2 separate regions of the Mus musculus genome follow, and region 1 is linked to region 2. The links are chromatin contacts, called in public HiChIP or PLAC-seq maps. All regions are on one chromosome and are shown on one strand. The core of a region is the stretch at or near the end of the contact, and the rest is flanking DNA. Distances in the headings are between cores, read along the strand shown.

The links. HiChIP or PLAC-seq counts read pairs in DNA pulled down with a chosen protein or histone mark.
Region 1: a contact with region 2 is called in an H3K4me3 HiChIP or PLAC-seq map of fetal liver, with 3 times the contacts expected there. The contact joins two enhancer-like sites. A contact is called at or near these places in 10 of 39 promoter capture datasets (the C10 cell line, the HPC-7 cell line, cranial neural crest and 7 more), 3 of 484 Hi-C or Micro-C datasets (the AtT-20 cell line, ECoMG myeloid progenitors and bone marrow-derived macrophages), 5 of 115 datasets of contacts at active chromatin or transcription factors (the 230-238 cell line, the HPC-7 cell line, embryonic basal ganglia and 2 more) and 3 of 9 other capture datasets (embryonic stem cells, embryonic tail and embryonic trunk).

Annotation. Positions count from the first base shown.
Region 1 is chr16:91,348,378-91,354,796 of GRCm38.p6, forward strand. It overlaps the pseudogene Gm24695. Among named protein-coding and RNA genes, the nearest start is that of Ifnar2, 21 kb to the right of the region's middle. Within about 2 kb of position 5,019, at least 123 of the 459 cell types and tissues checked have an H3K27ac peak or open chromatin away from gene starts, as enhancers often do. A contact at or near this core is called in fetal liver, where this site is marked.
Region 2 is chr16:91,115,424-91,121,768 of GRCm38.p6, forward strand. It overlaps a transcript of 4932438H23Rik not described here. Among named protein-coding and RNA genes, the nearest start is that of 4932438H23Rik, 49 kb to the left of the region's middle. Within about 2 kb of position 1,513, at least 2 of the 459 cell types and tissues checked have an H3K27ac peak or open chromatin away from gene starts, as enhancers often do. A contact at or near this core is called in fetal liver, where this site is marked.

The DNA.
Region 1 (6,419 bases), core at 3,769-6,268, 240 kb after region 2:
CTGTGAAATTAATAACCTCCCGTTGAGTACAATATGGTTACGCGCCCTGCCGCAGCGCACAGCTATTTTTGTTCTTATTGTTTTCGGGCTGGCTCCAGTCCCCACCCTGGAAACTGAACGCGAAGCCTGAGCGTATTTGTTACCTGGTGTCTTACGTTCCCATGGTTTTCGGAGATGGTAGAAAAGCGATGGGGGGGTGGAGGGGTGTAAGGGGCGGGGGGACACGTTGGTTTTCAAGCTGGTTTGGGCCTTAAGCAATCTCACGGACCGATTTCAGCTGTCAGCTCCATTCTGCCTTCTGAGGTGGTTTCAAGCTTGACTGCTTTCATTTGCACTCAAACCAGAGAGGGAAGAGTGCTAATGTAGGCCTCAAAGTTCACACGTGTTGGAGACAAAAGTTCCAAACGTGTGCTGAGATCAGTCACAGCTGAAAGAGAAATGCTAACCCCACCCAGGCTTAAGTCTCTAGGAAGGGTGTTTTAAAGTCACGCGCGCGCGCGCACACACACACACACACACACACACACACACACGCACGCATGCACGCACGCACGCACGCACGCACGCACGCACGCACGCACACACACACACACACAAATGTGCATTTCTGCTGATGAAGCTTCCAAGGAATCCCGGTTGATTCCCTGGCATGATTAAAAACTGCTTGAGACAAATTTTCAATTCTGTTTCCTGCGCTCCCCGAAGTTCTTTGTGAGGGGCTTTGGCGTCAAGGCCAGGTCCTTTCGAAAGCTCTGTTCTCTTCCTCTCCACTCTGGTTCCCCCTCCCTCATGATAATTTTAAAACCCAAACCAACCTCCCTCCCCCCCCCACCCAAAAAAAAAAGTGGTCTGTTTTTAAAGATGTATAAGAAAAAGAAAAGCTGTAAGGTGGACAGTAACCAGCCCTGTGTTTTGCAGCCTCCAACTTTTATTTTCTCTGGCTTATCTCCATGCCAAAAATCTGCAGTGGAGTGCACAGTTAGGTTTGGTTACAAGAATTGCAACCAGATTTTTTTTTAAATACAGCTGCTTAAAAAAAAAAATGGCAGGCTTCTTCTATCCCTCACATGTAAATCACACACATAATCCCCCTTGTATCTTAAAGGGGAAACTCAGTAAGCAAACAAAACATAATGTCCCCATTAGCATTCACCTTTATATTTTATGCTTAAAGAATTCACTTTCCTGCCCAGCTCTTTCAAGTTCTTCTTCACATCTCTTATGGAGATACTCAATACAGCTGCTTTGGTTTCTTGCTAGTTAGTACTTTGAAAGGAGGAATTATTAATATGATTCCTTACTAGTATCGTTGTTGAGCATTTTACCTTACTGGGAAAAGTTTTCAATTAGCAATAATCGCACCTCGGATAAACCTCATTGGCTAAGGTACTGACACTGCCCAAAGCTAAGCAATTTACTTTATTATTGTCTGGGGTTTCTAAGGCAGTGCATCTGTAAGATAAATATGAATCATAACTAATGAACAAGAGCATATGTAGTCTGGGGTTTCTAAGGCAGTGCATCTGTAAGATAAATATGAATCATAACTAATGAACAAGAGCATATGTAGGACTAAGAAATGCAAGTACAACATACACTGTCATTTGTTTTATTGCCCAGATTTTCAAAATAGTCTTTAAAATGTTGACCCCACAAGTTGAGCAAACGTACTTCTATTGAACCAGAGCAGAGCAGAAAGGCAGCCCCAAAGCCTCTGTCTGAGCTTTGACTGAATTTATGTAGTGACCTAATGTGCCCTCCAAAAGTCTGTCTTGCTTTTTACAGAAAATTAGTCCCAAGAAACAAAGATAAAGTGCGTGGCTAGTTGCCTGGGAATAAAGTTGTCGGTGGCCGGGATGTTTTAGGATGGATGTATTTGAAACTGTTTCATCTTGAGACTTGTTAACAGCACAGCGACTCCAGGTAAAAAGAGTGTGTTCTGTCTTGAAGCTTGCTGAGAAAGTGTATCTCAAGAAAACCCCATCCCCCCAAAAAAATTTTCACATAAAAGATAAAATGGTAACTCGTGGGGTGATGTCTTTGTGAATTGGATGGATTTGCTATGTGCACGTGCACATTGCTATACCTGCAGGATATGTAATTTTTGCCAATTATTCTTTGATAAAGAGAAAAAAATTTTTAAATAATGAAAAATAAACAGTTTCAAAACTAAAATGGGGGTGTGGTGGTTTGTGTGTGTGTTGTTTGCTTAGGGGTGTGGTAGGATGCTGTTGTTGTTGTTGTTGTTGATTAGTTTTGTGGTTTTGGCAAGATCTCTCTGTAAATCAGGCTGCCCTGGAGCTCACTGCATAGCCTAGGTTAGCATGGAAGTCAGGGTGTCCCTTTGACAAGGCGACTCGAGTGCTGGGATTACAGCTGTGAGGCACACCCCAGGCCAGAGAAGAACTGTCTGACGCTATGAACACAGTGTTGACTCGTATTTTTTTTCTGCAGAAGTTATTTTCTTACCCTAAAGAAAAAAAAATGGGTCACACTTTTGCTGCAGGGACAACAGGCTGGTGACCTCCACTGCCACCAGTGCCACAGAAGGAGGTCCCCAGATGTCAAAGAGGACACTGGATCCCTAAAGCCAGCTGAAACAGCCTCCCATTGGGGCACCTTGTTTGCAGTCACCTCTTGCTTTAGGTACCACTGGTGTTTGTAGTGTGCCATTGCGGGGGGGGGGGGGGGGGACGGCGTTTGCGGTGACCTCAGTAACATGCAGTGAGTTAAAGCCAGAGTCGCTGAGGGGAGCTAGGGCCGGAACTGGAGGCAGGGATCTGGAGCGGGAGCTGATGCAGAGGCCGTGGAGGGTGCTGCTTGCTGGCTTGCTTCCTGTCGCTTTCTTAGCCTGCTTTCCTATAGAACCCAGGACCGCCTGCATAGGGCTACAGCACCCACAATGAGCTGTGCCCTCCCACATTGATCACTAGTTAAGAAAATACCCCACAGACTCATTCATAGGTCCATGTGGCAGAGGTGTTGTCTGAGGTGCCCTCTTCCCAGTTGACTCCAGCTGGTGTCAAGCTGACCAAAACCTAACAAGTACGTCGGAGTAAATACCCCATAAAAGAGGTGGAGCTCAGATTCTGCTCATGTCTATACAGTTGTACTGTCAGTTCCTAGTGGGGTTCACTGTGTGAATAGCAGAGGTCTCAGGGCCTTAGGGCCATTTCTATCACCAGGCCTGCTACCTGGGGGCCCCTTCCAAAGCCCGTATGCTACCTTATGTGTGAGTAGTTACACAGAGATTTTAACTATTTTGACTTGACCTACACTTTAAGGACAACAATATAGTGTTTCATACCATCCATAGTGGTGACTTTTCCCTCGTTCAAATGTGTGAAAATATATAGATTACCCATTTAATCACAAATATATTAAAATTCTAATAAGTGTGGCTTGAACCTGGCTTGTAATTGAGACTTAGAGGCAAGAAGTTCAACAACTTAATTATTTTGAAATATCACCAGTGTGTCAGATGATCCACTCTGTTTCCAAGTTGTTTGGTTGGTGTGTGTGTGTGTGAGAGAGAGAGAGAGATCGACAGAGAGACAGACAGAGACAGAGAGAGAGAGAGAGAGAGAGAGAGAGAGAGAGAGAGAGAGAGAGAGAGAGAATTTAGGATCAGAATAAACTGTCACGGTAGGGAAATTTTATGTGTGCAGAAAATGTATGCACCAGGACTCCTATGTCTAGCTTTGCCTCTGCTGGGAACCTGTCGTATGACTTTGTGCAAGGGTGTTTCATTTGTGCCTTTTAATCTCTGTGTCTCGCTCCGCTCCACCATCACCTGTTGCAGACACAACAAGTCAACATCCTCCCGGCAGGTTTTCTGGCTTCCACCCTTTTCCTTGAGAAATGGCGCCACCTTCTGGCTATAGAGGTCATAACATCTGCCCATGGAAAAATCTAACATCGCAGTAGCTTTTGTCTACATGACACAAGACAACCATTGAGAAGAGGGAACCCCAACTGAGGAATTGTTTGCATCATACTGGTCTGCAGACAAGTCTATAGGAACATTTCTAAAACTTTAATCGATAACTGATATGGGAGGGTCAAGTGAGTGATAGCTGACCACCCCTGGGCTGGTGGTCCTGGGTTGTGTAAGAAAGCAGACTGAGCAAGCCAGTAAGCTCCACCATGGCTTATGCCATGTTCCTGACCCCAGCTTCATCCCTGCCTCGAGCATCTGCCTTGGGAACCCCCGATGATGGGGTGTATCCTATAAACCAAATAAACATTCCCTCACCAAGTTACTTCTGCTGGCGCTGTTAATTATGGCCACAGAACCAGTCCAAAGCTACACAAAATTGTTTTATTAAAATATTACAGCATTCCTTGGGAGTGACTTTCCACGCTTTACAATAATAGAAACCTGGCACACAGGCCCAGACTGAGTAGAGCTGACTCAAGCTTGCACACGCCTCCTGTAGATAGATGTCCCTCCTCCACAGACAGGACAGGAGCAGCCAAAACGGCCAGGGCTTTGCTCTGAAGTAAGATCTACGCACTGAAAACAGCCTTATCTTTGCCAGCCATGCTCAGCAGCCACACCCTGAGTCACTGGCTAATGCTGTATGATGTAAGGGTTTGTAACTAGGTGCCGCTGAAATGGAGGGATGACTCCTTCTGCACAGAGAACACATATAACTCCCCCTTCAATGATACCCCAAACTCATAGACCTGGTTGGTTAGGAAAGGAAGCACATGGGCTCCGTGGGGGAAATGACATCGTTTCCCGCTCATCAGTGAGGAAAGAAGGCAGCAAGCATCTCTTGTCCGTGTTGGAGGGGCTTAGGAGGTCTGTTTCACATTCATGACCACACACACTTAGGTAACCTGGGAAAGAAATGGGGGCTTCTGTTCTTTGATTCCTCCATTCCATTTTACATAATTCTGGAACGTAAATAACACACACATACACATGCACACGCACGCATGCATGCACGCACATATGAAGAAAGCATGGTGCTGGACCCAGCATGCTGCTGTAGCAACCTGCCAAGCAAGACGTGCTCACTGCTGCGATAACAGCAAGCCTCTAATGTGGGAGCCAACTACTCCCTGAGTGCACTTAAGGCCTGTTTCACAGAATGGAATCCCATGTCTGTTACTGTAATGCTGGCCAGAGGTCCAGGGCTAGAGAGGTCATAGAGTGGAGCCTAGTATTGTTATTTTACTAAATGTTCATATTGTAAGATCACCTTCTGAATATTTATGTTTATAGCCATACACTCGATAATGCTCTCCACCTTGGTCAGAGAAACTTCTTTTTGCAGCAGCAGTCAATGGAGAAATGCAGGATGGCTCCAAGTACTGAGAATAATCAACTGGGTGTTTAGCCTTAAATGAGATCCTTAGACCCACACCCCCTACACACACCAGGGTTCGGGGAACATCTCAAAAGAGAAGCTAGAAAGACCGCAAGAGCTGGAGGTGGAGGAGAAGAACTGTGAAATGCTGTCATCTAGCCCTGGCACGGCTGTCAGACTCATGAACTCGTAGCAGCTGCAGGTGCCTGTTACAGGACCTGTGTAAGAGCAAGACAGCCACAATTCCAGCACAGGTGGGTGTCATGGATACAGTTTCTATTGCAGCGATGAAACAGTGTGACCCAGGGGACTTAAGGAGGGAAGGTTTGCCTGGCTGAACTATCCCATTGAACATATGCTTTAGTGTAAACATATAGGGGGGGGGGGCTAATTTTATATCAGCTTGAGAGTAATTTTGTAGGAGGAAACCTCAACTGAGAAAAGGTCCCCACCAGATTGACCTGGAGGCAAGCCTGTGGTGCATCTTCTTGGTTGATGATAGATGTGAGTGGTTCAGGGGCAGTGCCACGCCAGACCAGTCATCCTATAACATATAAGAAAGCAGGCTGAACAAGCTACAAGGAGCAAGCCAGTAAGCAGCACCCACCATGGCCTCCACACCAGCTCCTGCCTTGTGTGAGATCCTGTCTTGACTTTGCTTAGGAATGGACTGTAATGTGGAACTGAAAGCTAAAACAAACCCTGTCTCCCCAGGTTGCTGTTCTTCATGGTTTTATTACAGCAATAGAAACCCTGAGGGGTGTGTGTGTGTGTGTGTGTGTGTGTGTGTGTGTGTGTGTCTTTATATATGTATGTATGTATATATGTGTGTGTATATATACGCGCACACATACATACATATACATATATATTCATTCTACACACATAAAACAGGGACTTCATAAATTTAGAGTGTAGACACATCAGAGACAATAGCTAAGTTATTCTGGGACAAAGCTCTCTCAGAGAGACTGCTCACAATGGGGAAGTGCTGGAGACCTTTGTAGAGACAGGAAAAGACCAGCTTGAACAAGGCTCCAGGATGACTTGACTCTTTGAGGAAGGAGAAGTTAAGATATTACATGTGAACCACAAGTCAGG
Region 2 (6,345 bases), core at 263-2,762:
GAGTTTCTATCGAAAAACTACTCCTGGGAGCCTCACACTTCCTCCTCCCTCCCTCTTCCCTTTCTTCTCCTTCACTCCCTCTTGCTGGCTTTCTTTTTTTCTCTCCCTCCCTCCCTCCCTCCCTCTCTCCCTCCCTCCCTCCCTTCCTTCCTTCCTTCCTTCCTTCCTTCCTTCCTTCCTTCCTGTGACTTTTTCACTATTGCTATGATGTACCTGTCATTGCAGACATGGTGGTGACAGCAGCTATAGTGGCACACATATAGAGCTGATCCTATTCTTGGGGAGGACAGAGACCAAGCACAAAACCATATTACAAATAAAGTGATAAGTTCTGAAAAATGTCACAGCAAAAATGTGGGGGAAAGATGACAGTGTGTGTGTGTGTGTGTGTGTGTGTGTGTGTGTGCACGTGATGGTGGCTAAAGGCACCTACTGACAAGCCTGATGACCCAAGTTTCATCCTGGGTACCCATATGGTGGGGAGAAGAAAGTTGTGTTATGAGCTCCACACTGGGCCCATAGGATCCCGGGAAATAACAAGAGAGGGCCAGCAAGCGGAGGAAGCGATTTAGACTGATAGCACAGAACCCTCTAAAGAAATACTTGAAGCTTGACACATAAACAGAAATTATCCAGAAACAAGAGGTGGTGAGTGTGGGGCGTCTGTGTCTGTCTGTCTGTCTGTCTGTCTGTCTGTCTGCCTGTCTGTCTGTCTGAGGAGGTGAAGAAAGTGCTGACTCAGAACTAAAGAACAGGAGATGCAAAGACCTGCAGAGGTGTGATGGGGTAGAGAGGCTAGACTGCAGGCCAGAGCAGCAGGGGCGTCCAGCTCCGGTGGTAGGGGTGGGGAGTGGGGGTGGAATAGACACTGGGCAGAAGTGGCGCCTGTGGGCTGTGAGAAACCTTTGGACTATTCACTGGAATGCTCTGATGGAGCCATGGAAGCCAGGTACCACAAACTGAGTTCTCAGCAGGCTTGAGTACTTCCTGAAGACTTTCCTGACCAACTGGTAGAGGCTGTGCTGCAGTTCCTAGACTGGGGATACTACAGTGTGTCTAACCATAGCGTAGCCATCGAGCATAATGGTACGTAGGAGCCAACTGCTCAGGTTTGCAGTCCACTGTTCTGTGTCATAAACGGCGTGGGTTTCTGCAAGCAACTTAGACTTTCTGTGTCCCTGTTTCTTCATGTGTAAAAGGAGGGTGGAAAGTGGTCAAGGTGCAGTGTAAGAGTCTGGGGAGTGGCCAGTGACAAACGGGACACTTCTATCACATCTTCTCCCTCACAGCTCAGAGATCATCTCGAGGACAGAAAGACTGTACAGGCCAGAGGTCCAGGAGGCCTGGAGTGGAAACAGTGTCTTAGACAGGACTGGGCTACTGCATAGGGAACTCGCAGCTGTGGTGGATGCCGGCACTGGATCCAGCCAGTCAATGGTCCAGTGTGGAGGAGGGGAGGAGCTTGTGAGTCTCCTCCCCTAGTTGAGGAGTTATTGACAGCTGGTGGCTTCTGGGGGAAGGGGAGTGAGTTATCTTTAAGGGTGTGGCCCCTGGCGGGTAGACAGTGCTCCAGGGTGTGGTCCCACACGCAGGAATATGTGAGCAGTACAAATTGGACTCCGTGGGGGAGGATGTTGGTAGGGAATGGATCTGGGAGGAGTTGGAGAATCGGGACGGGTATGGTCAAAATACATTGCACACATGGGCATATGAACTTCTCAAATCAAAGCATTACATGGTAAAGGGAAAGCTTGTGGGAACTGTATCACGGCGAAGGCTCCTGTGAGGCCGACCTGTAGGTTCTGCTACACTGTCACTGGTCAGGAAGAGTAGAAGTCCCGTTCTCACCGCCTGAACGCCGCTCTGGTAAGACGTTTATAAAAGGTAAAGCGAAATCGAAGTGTTTGAGTTGGAATGGTAAATATTTCCTAGAAATATTTTGCCCTTAAACCTTCGATGAAGCAAACCAATAGACGACAACCACACATGTCCTGTTACCTTTACAGCTGGAAAGTACCTGTTCATACAGGAGGTGGTTCACAGGACGACCATGGGCACACTACCCAGAGAATCCCTTAAGCCTGTGCACTTGAATGCAAGTTAGTAAATCTCAGAGCATCTGCAAAGCGTGCTATGTGGTGATCTAACCCGCGGGGCACTTTCTTCATGAAGAGATGGGCAGGTAGGGTGGATTGGGGCGGCAGGGTGGCTTGGTCTTTGGCTTTGCCACTCTTCTTTCTTTGTCTCTGTTCTCTTCCCGAGCCACATTAATCTTCTGGCTGCTGTCAGGGTGGCAGTTTTCATTCTTGCATCTCCTCCACACAGATGATATTATTATAAGCAGACAGACACCTACTCCCACCCCACCACGGTGTATGGTCATGTATGGTTGGGCACACGTGGAGGCCAGAGACCAACCTCTGTCTGAGTCTCCAGTTTGTTTTGCTGCTTTTGTTTCTGACATAGGCTCTCACTTTGTAGCCCAGGCTAGCCTGGGATTTGTTATGTAGACAATGCTGCCCTCAAACTCACAGTCTGATACCTGCCTCTGCCTTCTTTTTTTTTTTTTTTTTTTTTTTTTTTTTTTTAGTTTTTGTTGTTTTTAGTTTTTTTCGAGACAGGGTTTCTCTGTGTAGCTCTGGCTGTCCGGGAACTCACTTTGTAGACCAGGCTGGCCTGGAACTCAGAAATCTGCCTGCCTCTGCCTCCCAAGTGCTGGGATTAAAGTCGTGTGCAACCACCGCCCAGCCTGCCTCTGCCTCTTGAGCGCTAGGATTAAAGACTCACCTCACCATGCCCATCTCTGCTTTCTGAGATCACGTCTCTCACTGACCCAGCCGGGATTTGCCTATTTGGCTAGACTGGCTGGCCTGTCAGCTCCAGAGATCCCTTTGTTCTTGCCTCCCCAGCACTGGGCTTACGTCACCACATCTGGCTCTTTATGTGGGTACTGGGGGTTGAACTCAGTGCCCCATGCTTGTAGGACAAGGACTTTACCCACTGAGCCACCCTGCCACCCCCATGTCTCTTTTCATGAGCTGGGGAATCCTCCTCAGATCCTCCTCAAAGGCCCTCAGCTATGCCTTCCTGTCCTCCTGGCTACAGAATTGACCTGCTAGGGACCTACCCATCAACTATTCTGGACCCAGTCACTGGCAAAGAATACAGAACAACGTGGGTGGACTAGAACTGGTAGCACACACCCAAGGGTCCCACCCTTCGCTGAAACACTTATGTGACCAGAGTAGGATCAACATAAGCAAAATCAAGATTGTGTCTGTCAGGAAAACAAAGAGAAGCAGCACTGGGAGACAAGGTCACCAATAGATTCTGGCACTGAGGGACATTGCCCAGTGCCCTCCAAACCCCATGCTCAGGGAAGGACATGGAGAGAGTCACCTGGGGATGGCAAGGACTTTTTGGACCTTGAAGCCCATCCCCAGTGACGCACCTCCTCTATCAAGGCCACAACCCCTAATCCTTCCCAAAGAGTTCCACCAACTGGGAACCAAACATTCGAACATATGAGCCTATGGGGGCCATCTTCATTCAAACCACCATGCTCCTGGCATCTAGAACCTTACTACCCAATGTGGTACCCAGACCAGCAGCCCCATTACCAGACTCCTGGAAATAGACTGATGGCATCCCAGACCCTGGGGTTGGGGATTTAGCTCAGTGGTAGAGAGCTTACCAAGCAAGTGCAAAGCCCTTGGTTCACTCCTCAGTGCCCAAATCAATCAATCAATCAATCAATCAATCAATCAAAGACATAAAACTCCCTGACCTCTCTGGGTCTCTCTGGATGACACCTCCGGATCACAGTCAATTACTGAAGGAAGCCAATGTAGAAACTCAAGCAAAACCGTGCACAAATCATGGAGGGCACTGTTTGCCGGCTCCCTCACAGGTTCCTGCTTAGCTAGTCTTTTTAGGGGAAATGCTTCCCATAGAGTTGGTCCCTCCTCAAGGCAGTCAGCAACAGATATGTCCTCAGGCCCTCGATCCTGGAAATCCCTCAGTTGAGACTCCCTTCTGAGTCTGTGTTACACTGACAGTTGAAGCTAGCCATGACAGGTGCCATATGACTGCACATTGCTCTCCTCCTGGAATATATCATCAGGTACATCCCTTAGGTCTTACCTGCATTCAAAGGAAGAAAAAGAGAAATTTCCCCTTTCTTCATGCTATCTATAAATCATTGGTTAGAAGTTACTATTTAGCATGGAAACTGCTGAGAGCTTCCCCTCCTCCATTTATCTGCATCTGTCTCAAAAAGAAGCAAGAATTAAATCAGCAGGGATTAGGAAAAATATAGACCTGTGTTGAGACAACTGCTGATTAAGAACAGTCTTGAAGATTATTGGTTTAATACAGTGGAAACACACACACCACACACCCCCAAAGGGCATATTTTAGTTTTGGTGATGGATAGACAGGAAAATAGAAATATGTGTAAAGAATTGCTGAGTGACTTAAATAGGCTTAAGTAATTTAAACCGGCCCCCAGTGAGGCTTCCACGGTGTGCTCTATATCATCTAAATTTCTAAATACCTGGCATATATTTGTAAACACGGCAGTCTAACGTGTTATTGAACAGCCATTCATATTTAAATGAGCACATGGGACCAGTTTAACAGTTGACTGCACAGTGTGAATGCAGCAAACTGTCAGGTTGGGAAGTGGTCCTGATGGGGGAACCGCAGAGACGAGCATGTCACTTAGAGCAGCAACCTGGGAACTTAGCCCAGGTCTCTTGATACAAAAGGGAAACAGAGGGCAGGAAGGGAGTATCAGAGCCAGACTTGAGGGGCAGCATAAAATTTGTCTCTGGCTCTGGCATTCCCTTGTACTGGGGCATATGATCTTCACAAGACCAAGGGCCTCTCCTCCCAATGATGGCCGACTAGGCCATCCTCTGCTACATATGCAACTCAGAGACACAACTCTGAGGGGTACTGGTTAGTTCATATTGTTGTTCCTCCTATAGGGTTGCAGACCCCTTCAGCTCCTTGGGTACTTTCTCTAGCTCCTTCATTAGGGGCCCTGTGTTTCATCCAATAGATGACTGTGAGCATCCACTTCTGTATTTGCCAGGCACTGGCATAACCCCAGAAGAGAGAGCTATATCAGGGTCCTGTCAGCAAAATCTTTTTGGCATATGCAATCGTGTCTGGGTTTGGTGGTTGTATATGGGATGGATCCCGGGTGGAGCAGTCTCTGGATGGTACTTCCTTTCGTCTCAGCTCTGAATTTTGTCTCTGTAACTCCTTCCATGGGTATTTTGCTCCCCATTCTAAGAAGGAGTAAAGTATCCACACTTTGGTCTTCCTTCTTCTTGAGTTCCATGTGTTTTGCAAATTGTTTCTTGGATATTTTAAGTTTCTGGGCTAATATCCGCTTATCAGTGAGTGCATATCATGTGTGTTCTTTTGTGATTGGGTTACCTCACTCAGGATGCTATCCTCCAGATCCATCCATTTGCCTAAGAATTTCATAAATTCATTGTTTTTAATTGCTGAGTAGTACTCCATTGTGTAAATGTACCACATTTTCTGTATCCATTCATTTCTGTATCCATCCATATCCATTTTCTGTATCCTTGGTCTTGCGACGATCATATGCCCCAGTACAGGGGAACGCCAGGGCCAGGAAGTGGGAGTGGGTGGTTTGGGGAGCAGGGCAGGGGGAGAGGATAGGGGGCTTTGAGGATAGCATTTGAAATGTAAATGAAGAAAATATCTAATAAAAAATGAAAAAAAAAACTTGTCTCTGCCTGAATGCAACCTTCACCTCCTCTGTAAATCATCCATGGGGCGACCTGGGCATCGTGTGTGCAAGTCCCCGCATTAACCTGGATCATCTCTCTCCCCGGTGGTTTGGAGCTAGAAGCGGGAGCTTGGCTTTTTCGACCACTGCCATTGTGGACAAGGTGGCACTTCCCAGTGGGATTTGTCCCCTCCTAGTCATCCAACAGGCAGTGACAATGAGGGGATCAGGGGAAACTGAGGCCAGAGTAAACAGACTTCAGGATAGGATGCCCTGTTGCTTTCAGGAAGGGATGGCAGTAGCAGGACAGGGCTGGGACCTAGGCTTGAGTCTTGGGAAGGCGTCATGGGGTGCCTTTCCTCCAGCCTCTGGTCACTAGTTTGTGTGGGTCAGCAAGGACCAACTGACCAAAGGTATCTATACAGCAGAAGGACACCCCTCCCCCAAATCTCCCTCCCATCTTTACCTTTGTCTCACAGGTCCTCTATCACCCCCTGCCACCATCTTCACTGTGAGCTCTCAATGTGTTATCCATAATCTATAATCTATTCGATTAAGCTATTGTTTGATTTACA